Regions from separate parts of the Urocitellus parryii genome. Here region 2 is linked to region 1. The links are chromatin contacts, called in public Hi-C maps. All regions are on one chromosome and are shown on one strand. Each heading gives the region's core, a stretch centred on a gene start, on an enhancer-like site or on the middle of the called end of the contact. The rest is flanking DNA. Distances are from core to core; before and after follow the strand shown.

Evidence for each region. A called contact is a pair of places that touch in the nucleus more often than the background predicts.
Region 2: a contact with region 1 is called in a Hi-C map of muscle, with 7 times the contacts expected there. The contact joins the promoter of Ifrd1 here to the promoter of Dock4 in region 1. A contact is called at or near these places in 2 of 2 Hi-C or Micro-C datasets (liver and muscle).

What each region holds. Positions count from the first base shown.
Region 1 is chr3:71,829,967-71,836,785 of mUroPar1.hap1, reverse strand. Dock4 (dedicator of cytokinesis 4) reads left to right here and starts at 5,205. Exons shown (of 52, transcript XM_026408408.2): 1 at 5,205-5,567. The coding sequence starts at 5,531. Znf277 (zinc finger protein 277) reads right to left here and starts at 4,965. Exons shown (of 12, transcript XM_026408250.2): 1 at 4,830-4,965. The coding sequence starts at 4,920.
Region 2 is chr3:72,052,390-72,059,429 of mUroPar1.hap1, reverse strand. Ifrd1 (interferon related developmental regulator 1) reads right to left here and starts at 5,248. Exons shown (of 12, transcript XM_026408732.2): 1 at 5,167-5,248; 2 at 1,476-1,580; 3 at 1,244-1,328; 4 at 447-571. The coding sequence starts at 5,248. LOC144253983 reads right to left here and starts at 5,483. Exons shown (of 1, transcript XM_077796727.1): 1 at 5,292-5,483. The coding sequence starts at 5,450. The coding sequence ends at 5,292.

The sequences.
Region 1 (6,819 bases), core at 3,956-6,455:
TTGCAAGGCCATCCCAGTATACAAGGTTACCCTCTTGAAGACTCAGTGAATGTGTGGGAGTGGGAAGGTGGCAGCACTATGTAGGGGTGAAGAATGATAAAGAAGATAATATAAAGGGCTTTCAGAACACATAGTTGGAATACCAGTACACAGCACTAAAAGATCCTCTGACAGCCCCCAAATTCCAAGAGAGCATTGGCAGCATAAGCAGTTATCACCAGCACATTCCTAAGTTTCCCCTGGGTTACACAATTTAGATTGTTCCTTAAGTGAATAGAGCATCAGAGAGCAGGCAGTTTTATAGTTCAATTGGGCATATCTTTATGAAGAAAGCAACAAATGTTTAATGAGGTCCAGCTTTATTATAGCAAATATGCTGGACTTTACTAAATACATAACTCAATAAAATAATCACAGTAATTCTGCAAGGTAGAACATGTAGTACACAATATATACTATATATTTTCATTAATGTGATAGCATATACAATAAATCTATGTTAAGCAGCTATTAAATATCAGAATTGAAATTTATATGTTTTCCAAAATAGAGTCTAGTCTGGTTTCCATTGTCATGCCAAATATATGAGAATGGACAATGCTGATAAATGGAAATAGGATGAGAACCTGTAGAAACTGGGTAACAGCTATACAGATGATGGAAGACAGATTTCAAGGTTTCATGTGTTGAGTCATTTGTTTATGGGTTGCAGGTTATAAAGTCCAGATCTAAAGCATCCTTTAAAAATGCAATCATTATATAAACAACACTAAGACTTTACTTTTAAAAAACAATGAAGAACTATATGGAAATGCTAACTATGATTAGTTATGACAGAAAATCGTTTTCCTGATATACTTTGTACTTCTAATTGGTATGCATGTTTCACAAGCATAAAATATCTACTAGTTTTTATTTTAATTCCTCTGCTTAAAATAGCTGCCATTCCAAATACTTTAAATAAATTTCAAACAGATTATAAACATTAAGCTGTTATGGAATGTTTATTACATGAACCTATGATAAACACTGGATAAATAAAAGTAGAATAAAACAACTCTTGTCTTCAAGAAGTTCACAGTCCAGTGCAATAGAAAAAGTTGTCAACAAATAACTATTTTGATATGGTAAATAGATAACAGACATATGGGAAAGGAAGCAGGTGACTGAAGGTGAGGCTAGAAAAGTAGATGAAATGTCACACGGAGAATATGGAGTTAGTTATAAATGTTGCTGAGTTAATGAAGATTTCAAGACTCATGAATATACTTGTTTTCGAATACAGATTAAGGGAGATAAAATTAAGACTTAGATAAAGGGGAAGGTTTTTCTACTGTTCAGACTAGAATACTGTTCTGATCAAACATTTATTAAACATTGACAATGTGCCAAGAACAGGATTGGGCAAACCAAAACAAGGTTTGGTTCTCAAAAGCATAATCCTAGAGGTGAGGGGACACAGGTTAAGTTAGCTGTGATGGTAAGGGTGAGAAACAGAATAGTGCTTGTAGAAATGAAGCAAAGGGACAGATTCAAAATATAGCTCAAGTACAGAAAAGTAAGACTTGGTAACTAACAGAATTCAGAATCTGAGGGCAAGACAGAAATCAAAGATGTTTTTAGCTCAGATTTGACTCTAAGTGCTACACTCCCCCACTTCTTCCAGAGACATCACAAATGAGATATTAAAGCCTCCAAAAGACAAACAATATAAATCCAAATATTACCATAAACATCATTTATCGGGCATATATTTGGAGAGAGAAAAGATTTTTGTCAGAATATTGCAAATAGAGGTACTAGTTAACAATTTCAGAAGAAATCATCCCAGTCATAAAATACTCCTAAAACTATTGTCAATACTAAACCATAGATATATTCTTATTGACTTCTTACTAGAAACAGCAAAAGAACAAATATCAGCAAGGTATGCCCAAGTGTGAGAGATGTTTTGCCTATTTATTATTATTATTTTTTTGTTTTGTGGTGCTAGGGATTGAACCCAGGGCCTTGTACATGCTAGGAAAGTCCCCAGCTAAGTTCCCAGCATCAATTTATTATCTGAAAATTTGGGGAACAATATGAAATCCGAATTCTGTTCAAATGTATGGAAAGCATTGTTGTAAAAGACTTGGTCTGAGATCCAATCAATTTAGGGCCCTTCCTGGAGACAGATGAAGCTGTAGGAAGCCAGGCAACAAAATGGTCTCAGTGAAGTTACCAGCTGTATCTGTCTACACATCACTCTGCGACTCATTCTAGAAGAATTTTGTAGAACTGCAAGTATTTCTATTAAAAAGTTCTTAGGTCTCTCTATCCCAGGATATCAAACATAAAGATTGAGATTTTAATTAGAGCTAGAGGGAAACCTCTTAAAGGTGGCAATTTTCAAGAAATTAAAAAAAATATTCAATTTTACAGAGAAAGATATACTTGATAACCTAAGTGTCTGACTAACCAAAATAATAAATATACTTCTAACATAATTATTTCACTTAAAATTTGCATCACACTTTGCTGGCTTTGAAAAGAATTTTGATAAAGTCACAGAATGACACATACATTATTAAGGGGAAAGCTTAATAAAAACTTTACCTTATAAGAATGACATAGAAACCAACCAATAAGCTCTCCTATTGACTGCGACAAGTCAATGAGAAGACTGGGTAGTTCTGAACCAGGGTAAGGAATTCTTTTATGTTACCAACACTGCAAATTCATTGGTATTCAATACTTCCGATGAGAACGAATTGAAGCCTAAAATTAAGCTTTCTATTTAGTTACAACAATCCAATAATCATTTAAATATCAGCCATAGATTAATGATTTCCTCACAGTTAGTGAGGATTTGTATATTACTGGCAAGAATATTATGCTGAATAACTTTTAAGAGGGAAATCTGGCATCTATCAAAATTTTAAAAATTCAAAAGTAACCTTGGATTCAACAATTCCTGACAAAATAAATAGCCACTAGACAAGGGTCTATGTATATAAAGATATTCACTGCAACAATACTGAAAAAGTAAAGCCACCTCTATGTTTGTTAATATGGGAATGGTTAAAGTATAAAACATCCATATTATGGAATCTGAGTGCAGTTCTTAAAAAAAAAAATAGAAACAACAAATATACTGATATGGAAGAGTTTTATGATAGATAACAAGAGAAAGAAGCAAGTTGCAGATCTTTGAATTTACTAAAATTATTCCTTTCTATTTAAAAATTGAAACCATATAAATGTCATACAAGAAAATGTCAAAAAAATCTATGCATCAAACTGTTACTGCTAATAACTTTGGTAATGAGACTGTATGGTGGAAGAACTTTTCCTCACACACCTCTGAATGAACTGAAATGTTTAAAATGAAACATATTTTTATAAAAATTATATACATCTATAAATATATATATTTCTTTTTGGCACCAGAGATTGAACCCAGGGGCACTTAGCCACTGAGTCATATCTCCAGTCCTTTTTATTTTTTATTTTGAGACAGGGTTTAGCTAAGTTGCTGGTGTTCAACTTGCCATCCTTGTGTCTCAGCCTCTCTAGCTGCTGGGATTACAGACATATACCCTTGGGCCTGGCAACATTCATAATTTTAAGATAATCAATGATTTTTGAGAATTGTATGATTTTGGAAAGCATATCCATGAGCTCAATTCAGAGATTTAATTTGATTAAAGATTCCATCTTTACTTCTTAAACTGGCAGCCTTCTGGAACTTTGAAGAATATGGAAATCCTAATAGTCTGTTAGTATTAGATAAGAGCTGAACATATGGTCAACCAATGAAAAAGGAGTGGGGTAAGTTTATATTTAACTCACAAGCCTATCAATTGATAAGTACTGAAATTAGAATTCCACCGATGGGAGTTGGGAAGAATCTGCACTTAAATCTCTGTGCTGTTGAGATAAAAACTTTATACTAAATGTTAATTTTGCTGTGAAGATAAAAAACAAAGAAGGCAGAAAACCTCAACAAAGACTGAGAACCAAATTTAAGTCCCAAATCATATCCATTAGAGAAAGACAATCTGTTACATTAAGTTATACACAAAGGCAAAAAAAAGGGGTGGGACAGGGAAAGACTTAAAAGGAGTCCCATACATCATCTACCTGCAGCTTTCAGAGTTTGATTCATGGTCACTACCAGTAGGTCAGAGGTCAACATAGCAGTGGGGTAGAGACCAAGTAGCTGTGACGGTTTTCATAACCCTCTTTAAGTGTTCTCTGAAGTCACAGGTGCAAATCTTCCACGTCCCAAGATGATTTCCTAGGCTCCACATTCAATATGGGAGAATGCACAGAGCAGTCAACAGATTACTAATATGGTCCAGTTGGCATCCAGTTGGCAACTAATATATAGTGGAGAGCAGTGACCAGTCAGCAACTGGAAACCCTTCCCAAACCAAATAAAACACAACTCGGAGGAGGCCAAATCCAACAGTACTCGCGAGGAAAAGGAGCTGCTAATCCCAGAATTATAATCACACACGCGCGAATCGGAGCTGGTCCACACCCTCCCCCCCCCCAAGTGGACCAAGTGCAAAGCTGGGAGCTCCAAACCGGAAGACAAATGCCCACAGCGCTTCCCAAATTGCGAGGAATGTCTTTTCATCTCGTTTTCTACGCCCTCCCGGGATCGATCTGCCAAATAGCCGTATTTGACCCCGCCCCTCATCCCAATAGGTTCTGCCAGTGGTCTCCTCGCGCCCAGGTGGTCTCAGAGCTGAAGGGCTCCCAGGGTCCTATTGGCAGTAAGCTGCAGTCGGGGGATGAAGAGAGGAAAACAAATCGCCTGCACCTGAGGGCACCATACTCACCTTCACAGTCTACACCTGCGACTCCACTGCAGCTCTCAAGATCTTGTTCCTCCAGTCCCGCAACAGCCCCCTGGGTCTTGGGGGCAGCCATTTCTCAGCTTAGCAAAAAAGGGAGGGCCACCGGGAGGAGCCGGACAGGGACGGGCCGGTACCAATAGAAATGTGACTTGAGGTGAACGCCTCCTCCACGCGCCGTTTCCTCCACGCCTACGCCGCGCTGTCACGGCCTGGGCCAATAGGATGTGGCGAGCGGACTCTAATCCCCTCCCCTTACAGCTACTACCACGCCCCCATCCGTGATGGAGAGACAGAGAACTACAATTCCCGGCGTGCTGTGGGGGCCCTGGGAAGAGAGGGCTGGTAGAGGCACTGACGGGCGGGGGTGCGCCCGAGAGTGCCCCGGCGTGTTCGCTTAGTTCAGTGAATCAGAACAATGACTGCGCCGCCGGGTCCCCGGGAGCGCGTCGGGAGACTGTGAGCAGCTGCTGCCGGGAGAGCGGCGGGCGGCGCAGCCTCGGTGGCGCGGTGTCAACGCCAGGCTTGAGAGCTGCTAGCACAGACCCTGCCCAGCGCCCGCAGCTCGCGCGGGGCTGCCGGGCTCCTGCGCTTGCAGCCGCTACTCGCGAGCTGTGCATTGTTGTGAGCTGGTTGAGGGGCGCGGGGATTACAAAGCCTGGAAACCCCGGAGCCCCCCTTTAGCCATGTGGATACCTACGGAGCACGAGAAATACGGCGTGGGTGAGTCTCCGCCGGGCGAACTTTTATTGGGCTTTGGCCGGAGCTGGTGCGCATTTCTCGTCCTTGCCCTCGCGCCCCTCCAGCTCCGCCGGGCTGGAAATGCCTAATCCTGGCATCGTGCAGTGGGTTTGGGGCTTTGCGGAGGGAGCTCCGGACGGAGTGGGTACGCGCCGGGGTTTCTCTTCCCACCGCTTGCTTGGCGAGCCCTGAACCGGACCCCGAGCGCCGGGACGGCTGGGGAAGCGCGCGGCCCGCCCGCCCGCTCGGGGCTCTGCCTGCAGAGTTTGGAGTGGCGACGGGGCGCATTGTGTGTCAAGTTGGAAGAGGAGGCCAACAGGGTTCTTCTCCTTCCATACCCTTCTTGCCCAAAGCGGCAGAGCGACGGCAATGGGCCGCAACGATTTCCCAGGGCGGTGAGGGAGACGACAATCCCGCGGCGAGAACGTCCCTAAACAGTAGGGAAGCGCAGAAATCCCTCAGGATGGGGTTAGCATTCCCGAAGTGCGGAATGTGGCATAGTCCTCTAAAGACCCGCTCTGACAGACCGAGCCCGGTCCGAGGCTCCTTCGTTCCCCCCGATGTTTGGGGTGTGTGTTTGGGGTCGGGGGATTGGCAAATTTCAACATCTGTGCCTCTCGGCTGTTTGGTTTTTGGAGGGGAACCGATATTTCGGCAGTGTTTTCACTTCTGACCACCTTCTCCACTCAGGGCAAGCGCAGCGGGGGTGGCCGTGGAGGATGGCTGTAGAGCGATAATGGGGAGGAGGGTCAGAACGCCTGGATCTTCGAGGCAGGGAGACAGGTTTTAGGAAAGGACTCTGCTGACACTGGTGTTGAGAGAAAAGGAACAGGGTAGTGCTCGCTTTTCTGTGCAAAGGTGAACAACAAAGGACATTAATGTTGACTGATGAATACAGGAGTCTCCCTTCCTTTCCCTCCTCCCTTTTCAGGCGGATTACAGTTCCCGTTTTTGTTGTTTGATATCAGCTGGGTCGCCCCTTGACAGTTACTCCTTTTAGGGTTGAGACTATTAAGCCAGACTCCCTGGCAAGCCTGAAGCAACCAAATGCAATTATAATCTCCCAGAAGGTCTAACACACAGAGAGAACATTATGGATTTTACTAACAATCTTTTATTTCCTATAATGCCCCGTCCTGTCCACTGACGTACTTATTTTTATTTGGGACAGTGATTTAGATATGTGTGATATCTGATTTTGTTTGAAATTCAGTTTCCTGCAATTAAAAAAAAA
Region 2 (7,040 bases), core at 3,999-6,498, 220 kb before region 1:
GAAGGCAAACATTCCAAGGGATATCTTAAAAAATGATATCTTCTACAAGTACAATGGATATTCTAAATAAGTGCAAGGGAAAATGAACTAGATGACATAATATTTGTGCAAATTAGAAAATGAAGTAGGAGGTCTTTTGAAATAGTACTTCATCTTTACGTCTGATACACACTTTCAAGACTTCTATATCTAACCAGAGAGTAGCAATCACCTCTTAGGATAGAACCAAAGATGACAATCCAACCCAATCCTTCCATGTTTGTTACATAAATAAAAACAAAAGTTTCTAACAAATCTCATTCTCAGTTATAACAAGCATGCAATATTCCTTGACTATCATAAAGACTAAACTAGAATTGCTAATGTCATTAACAAATGTCATTGCAAAGAAGACAGCAAATTCATCATTAATTCTGCGCCACTTACTCAAAAATAAGGGTGATTACCTTTTTTTAGACAGCGTTCAATGCTATCAGTTAAAGTCATTCTTCTTTCCAGAATAAATTCATAAAACATTTTTGAAGCCAGTACATTTTTAATACCTTCAAGAGCTGCCTGCCTTGTCTTCACACTATTTAAAACAAGAAAGATCTAGTTGAGAATGTTGCCACTAGACAAATGTTTAAATCTAAATTATCTTCAAGTCCTAAACATTTTTCAGTAATTTTCATATATAACTTACCTTAATACATAAAAGATTTTTAAGCTGCTTATATTAGAACATTTTTCTGTTTTTTAGTTTGATAGGCAGAACTCTGAGTGAATAATATTTCAGTCTCAATGTATGATTTCTCCAGTATTATAGTAAGTTTACATTTTTAACACTACAATGTTTGCATCTTCTGGGCTTTACACAATTCCATCCCTTAGTAAGTTCTACAACTACTATAAAGAAAACAACACAGCTTTGATATTTTTCATGTCCATACCAAAATCAGTGGACAGGCAGCTTAAAGCAAAGTTTAATTATCATCTCTAATTGAAGATTAACTTTAATTCAATAAATCTATTTCCACTGTAACAAAATACAGTTACATATATGCTAGAATAATGACCAATTCAAATTGATCTAAATCCTAGCGTCAAGTTCTACCCACATTAATAGGCTAAAGGAACAAAAAACATTAATTCCTCCAAAGTAAACAAAAAAGCATCAGAAAAACATTGCTATATCACAGAACTGCCCAAATTATAAGTGGCTGATCAGAATCACCCAGAATGGAGAGTTTTTAGTATTTCCTACCTCTTATCCAGGGTCAGGTCAATTAATCCCTTTAACTTGTACTCTAAGTCTTCCTGAGTTCCTTCCTCATCAAGGACTTCTGGCCCTAAGGAATAATTATAAACCATCAATGTAATTTTAAGAAAGGAAAAAGCAGATACAGGAACAAGTATAATATACTTTAGCTATAAGAATTCCTTCACCTAAAACAACTTTTTATCTCAAATTGGAAGATTATATTTAAAATTCATACCATCTTCAGCAAAACTGGAAGGATCACTGTAACCACTGCAATGGCTCATTGTTTCAATTGATGCATCCTCATCACTAAAAGGTTGAACATTTCGATGCTGGCCACCTATTAGATAAAAGAAAAAAGATGATTTTGTTGCTATATATGCAAACATTTAGGCTACATTTTATGTTAAATTAGAGGTAAGGTAAGGTAGTTTTAACATTTTATGTTAAATTAGAGGTAAGGTATGGTAGTTTTAAAGATAATTTGAATTAAAAGGAGGGAGAGAAAAGGCTTCAAATAGAAACTTTACTATTTCATATGTCATAAAAGCTTGTTAAATTAAGGTTCCAATATACTCAAGTTTAAAAATATCCATGCTATTAATACAAAAAAAATTTTTTTAAAAACTAGAATATTTCTTTCAATATCATCAACTTATGGAACAAATTCATGATAACTTAGGAATTTCATATTAATAAAAAAAACTAGCTACTGGCCAAATTATATTATTATATTGTGTGTGCATAAGTAAAAACAAATTCCATTGTTATAGGTAACAATGCACCATTAAAAATATTTGATGGAATAAAGGCTACTCAGTTATAAATTATACTGAACACTGAATGCGCTAGAATGAGCTACAAATTCTACCCCAAGAGTGCCTTCAAATCACCTGATTTACCTAAGCCCTATTTCTCTTAGTTGGGAAATCAAAGACTATACCAAATATCACAAAGACCCTACATTCAAAAAGTTCATATTATTTACTACCTTATTTTTTAAATCCTGTAAGTTAAACTGAGTTATTTTTCTTTTAAATAGGGCATGTCATTATTTCTTTTTAATCAAAACAGAGAACTTAGCAGATTTTTAAATTAACATAGCAAGTAGCCTTCCAATTTTCTTGCTTATTGCCAAAGTAGTAAAGCATAAAGAATAATGAAACCAAGATCCTAAAATTTCACAATCACTGTGCTTAAAATAGAAGTAAACAAAGATCTATGATAATGTACTCTATTTCTGGATCCATCTTCATTATCTTCATGACTAGAAATCATGGCAACAGTTGAGCATCACCTGATTAATTTTACAACTCAATTTACATTTTTAATCAATTTACATTTTTAATTTTTCATATTCAGCCATTTTTAAGAGTAGTTCAATAACTTCTCTTGACTATATAGTCAGTTTCCATTTCCCCTTTTTCCCCAAAGTCAAGGGAAAGAGGGATTAGGAGAAGAAAACAAAAACAAACAAACAAACAAAAAACAAGGGGAAAAACCCTGCATGAATGCCTGATATCTGGGTCAAACTTTGTGAGTTTGACAAACTCACAAACTCACCTATTAATGAGGTGGCACTCTAGATACATAAAGTCCTTATTTCCACAGGATTTATTATTATTTTTTTTCCTTTCTGAAAATTGCTCCCTTTAAATCACTACAAGTTGGGCCTGGGATGTGGCTCAGCAGTAGAATGCTAGCCTAGCACGTGAGGGGCCCAGGGTTCAATCCTCAGCACCACATAAAAATAAATGAATGGAATGAAGGTATTGTGTCTAACTACAACTAAGAAAAATTTTATATATATATATATTTTTTTAATCACCATAAGTGGGCATACTTGTATTAGATTTTCTTAGCTTTTTGGAAATTTCCAGTCTCAATGGAAAGTTCATTAAACTGATAAAGAGAAGTTGGTCATCTATTTGGCTATATAGTGGAGACATCATTTAAATCTCATTCATCTACATATTATTTTAAAAATTAATAAGTGGTTTTCAAGTTTGTGAAATTTCCACCTCTTCTACTCAACTATTACTTGCTTAATATTTATCAAATAGGCAAAACATTCCATGAGATCAAGTTAAAAAAAGCCAATCTCATACCCACCCCTCCCCCAGTCCTACTCACAAGAGAAAACCAGAGTTAATAAATTCTAATGTAAACATCCAAAAACTTGGGAAGCATGTAATTTTATAGACTATTCAAAGAATTACTTTCTATTTGCCAGTATGTGCTAAAAATTAAGAGTTTTAAATGTTTGTATTTTATATACTAAAATAGTGTTTAAATGAACCTTTTCTGCTAAAAAGGCGGGCTGTGATAAGGCCGACAGGTCACAAGTCATCCTTGAGGCAAAATATTAAAGGCAATTCCCCTACAGCCATCAGACACCTCTACAGTTAAGTACTGAACAAGGAATGAAAGAGGTATGCCAGGAAGCTTCAAAAGGGAATGTTTGTGATTCATAAAGACCACTATTACTAATTTCCAAACTTCAGTTTGCTTGCTGCTTCTCATTACTTCCATTTCATCAATACACACAAAAAATAAAATTATGGTCTTCTAGGCAGAATTGAAATGTGTATTTCAAATAAGGAACACTGAAACAGAGGATAAGAGGTATCCTCAGCTGGCCCAAAGCAACTTGATGAAGAATAAATTTCACCAAAATGGAGAGCTTTCAATCAGGATAGCAACATAAAGAAGGATTGAATTTGTAATCATCCATTTCCAATGTCAATTATTAAGTGTATAATACATGATCAAAAGTGTTCAGGCTGCCATAAGGTTTCCAATAATCTGTAACAAGATAAGGTATATTTACTATTTAATCAAAGGCATATCATTCTGAGGATCAGAAAGAGTGGCAACTGTGTCAACAAATACCCAATGGCTAATATTAGCTGGATGATCTCCGAGGACATCCCAATATTCAACTCCATAATTTCAACAATTACTAAATGAGATGACTGTGTTCAGTTTTAGACTACTTTAACTGAGATTAGTGTGGTGTCTTGTAGGACTGACTTTCAGATGGGAATTTTTTCTTAACCGTATTATAAGTAAATACAGTTAACACCTACCCATTAGGAAAAGCTTCTACTTTGCAGTAAAGGCCCCCAAACCCTAAACTTTTCGCCAACTGCAAACTGAGTTCCTTGCCACCTGATTCACTGCAGAGAACCCACAGAATGCAGCACTAAAGGTGAACGCGGTTTCTGCTTGGGGGAATAGGAGGTCGCCTCGACTAGCCGCAGTGGGGCAGGGGCGCGTGACTTCTGCAGGTGCCAGTACTGAGTAAGGTCCCAACCAAAGGTGGGGCGGTGGCCGCATCCTCCGACGTCTCCGCCCCGCCAGGTGAAACACGCAGGATGCGCTGGAACGCAGCAGAATGGAAGCCACTCGCGCGCCTCTGCGTCATCGCCTCTGCGTCATCCCGGCCGCATAGCGTAAGGTCCAGGCCGCGTGACGCAGGAGAGGGTCCAAACCCGCCAGACGTTTGGCACTCCTAAGAACTCCATGTTGAAGCTGGGATTCACAGGCGGCCGGTGACAGCACGGGCGCAACTCCACCTCTATCCCGCTCTTGGTCATCTAGGGCTAACTAGCAGTAGTCTCTGGGGACAGCTCCTTTCCCACACAACTCCAGAGCACCTTCATCCAGACACACACTCAAGCCCAAGGGCCCTTTCCTCCCTGCCCTAGCGGCCGGTTCCCGAAGTGTGATTCGCACGCCGGAACCAAATCGCGCGAGGCACGGCGCCCAGGGAATGCTGGGAACGGTAGTTTGCCAGCCACACCACGCGCCTGGGAGACGCAAACGTCCTAAGGCAAGACGGAACTACAACTCCCACTCGCCCCGAGCTGGGAGCCTCGCCAACCCGGCCGGCACCAGGACGCCGTGGCGGGGATACCCCTTACCTGCCGTTGCTGCAGCTGCCCCTGAGCCGCCGCCGCCACTGCCACCGCGGTGGGGAGTGTTCCGCTTCTTATTCTTCGGCATCGTGGGACGCCCGGTGCCGTCTAAACTCGGAGTTTAGCGAGGATCAGCCGATGGAGCTGCACTTTCTACTCGTACGTCTGTGAGGCGGGCGGCTGAGAGGCGAGTCTTCGGCTAACAACAGAGGCGAGAAGCGGCGGGGGTAAAAATGGGCGGTGGCGGCAGCAGAAATCCCCGTGAAGAGCTGTGATCGGAAACGATACATGTTTCTCTCTAGCGCGGGAGCTAAGGCGGGGCGGGCGAGACCACGACGCCTTAAGTAGCCAGACGACCGCCTGTCGTCACCATATGTGGGCGGGACTCGAACTCTCACTAGCCAATCCCTTCAGATCTCCCCACTAGCGTCCACTTGGGCGGCGCGTGTAACCTGACTCCCAATCCCATGCGGCAAGTCTTAGTTCCGCGCCCTGAGAGTCTTCGCGGCCGCGCGGAATTTAGGGAAATGTAGTAGGCCCGGGGGTGGGGCCTCCGGCTCCGCCCAGCTGCCCCCAAGGGGCTTTTCTGCTTTCTTGCTTCGCTGAGTGTGACCCCGCCTGTGCTTGGCGCACGCCTGCGTTGGTATTAACTAATGTGGTCATGCCGGTGATCCATCCCGCAAGTATGCTTGGTAATGAGAGCCGCCTTCAGACTGGGAGCTACGCAATCACTTGTGCTACTCTTTCTTGGCCACTCTAGTTCTTTTCTTTAACCTTACCCCTGCTTCGCAGGGATCTCTGCCCAAGCACAACCATCTGTCTCTTTGAGAACTTTTCTGTGATAGTGTTTGGATTAATTTTAACAATCATCAGTACCTACATTTGAACTGTGGTTCAGGAATACGTCTCCTCCCATACATACGCCCCCCCACCCCAGTCCAGTATGCTTTTGTCCACTTTAGTTGTGTCATTTCGGGTATATGTCATATTCTAGACTTAAAATACCTGGCAATTTGGTGTCAAATCTCCATATAAGAATTTGCCCTTGACAGTCCTTCCTGCCAGTTAGAAGGTCAGTTTGGGATAAGAGCTTCCGAGAATTTAACAGCTGGTAAAACAAACATGAACTATAAATATCAATAATCTCGGTGGGGTTTGTTTTGTTTTCTAGAGGTGCTTCTAAGATCTCTGTCTTCCTTGTTAAACATTTGCCCTTTATTTAGGGCCTGTTATTAGGTTCCTATACTATGTTTATGACAGACCAAACTCTGAATCACTTCAGTGTAGGTGACTCATTCTCTACTCCACCTCTCACCTGCGCTCCATTCGCTTATTTTTTAACCACCTGTAGGACATTTTCACCTGGCTGTCCAATACTGTGTTTCCCTCTTCCTGTCTTTACTATATTATTATCTTCCCATATGCTCAAATTCCGAAAAATTCATACATGGTTCCTCTCTCTTTAGTGTTCCTGCAAAACAATTGGTTTTAAAATAAAGCTTTCAAATTCGTGTCTTATTCACTAATCACATGTGGCCTCAGTTCATGTCTGGGCTCCCAGACTTCATGTGCGTGTTTCATACCCAATGATTCTGTGAAACTTACTCACATATCCCCTATTTTATTTATCCTCCCACTTTAATAGTTGTTACAATATTTCAAGGTTCCCCTTACTGACATATTAAATGCCAATCCTCTTAGCCTGACCCTTATTCCCTTTCCAGTTTCCCCATACACATCTTATTCAGCTAAAATGGACTGCTCTTCCTTTCCAATACACAGCTCTGCTCTCTCACTTCGATTTCATCATTTATATTGTTTCATGTTCTTGCAATGCCCTTCCTCTGATTTTCATATTAAGTCTTGTCATCTCAGAAGAT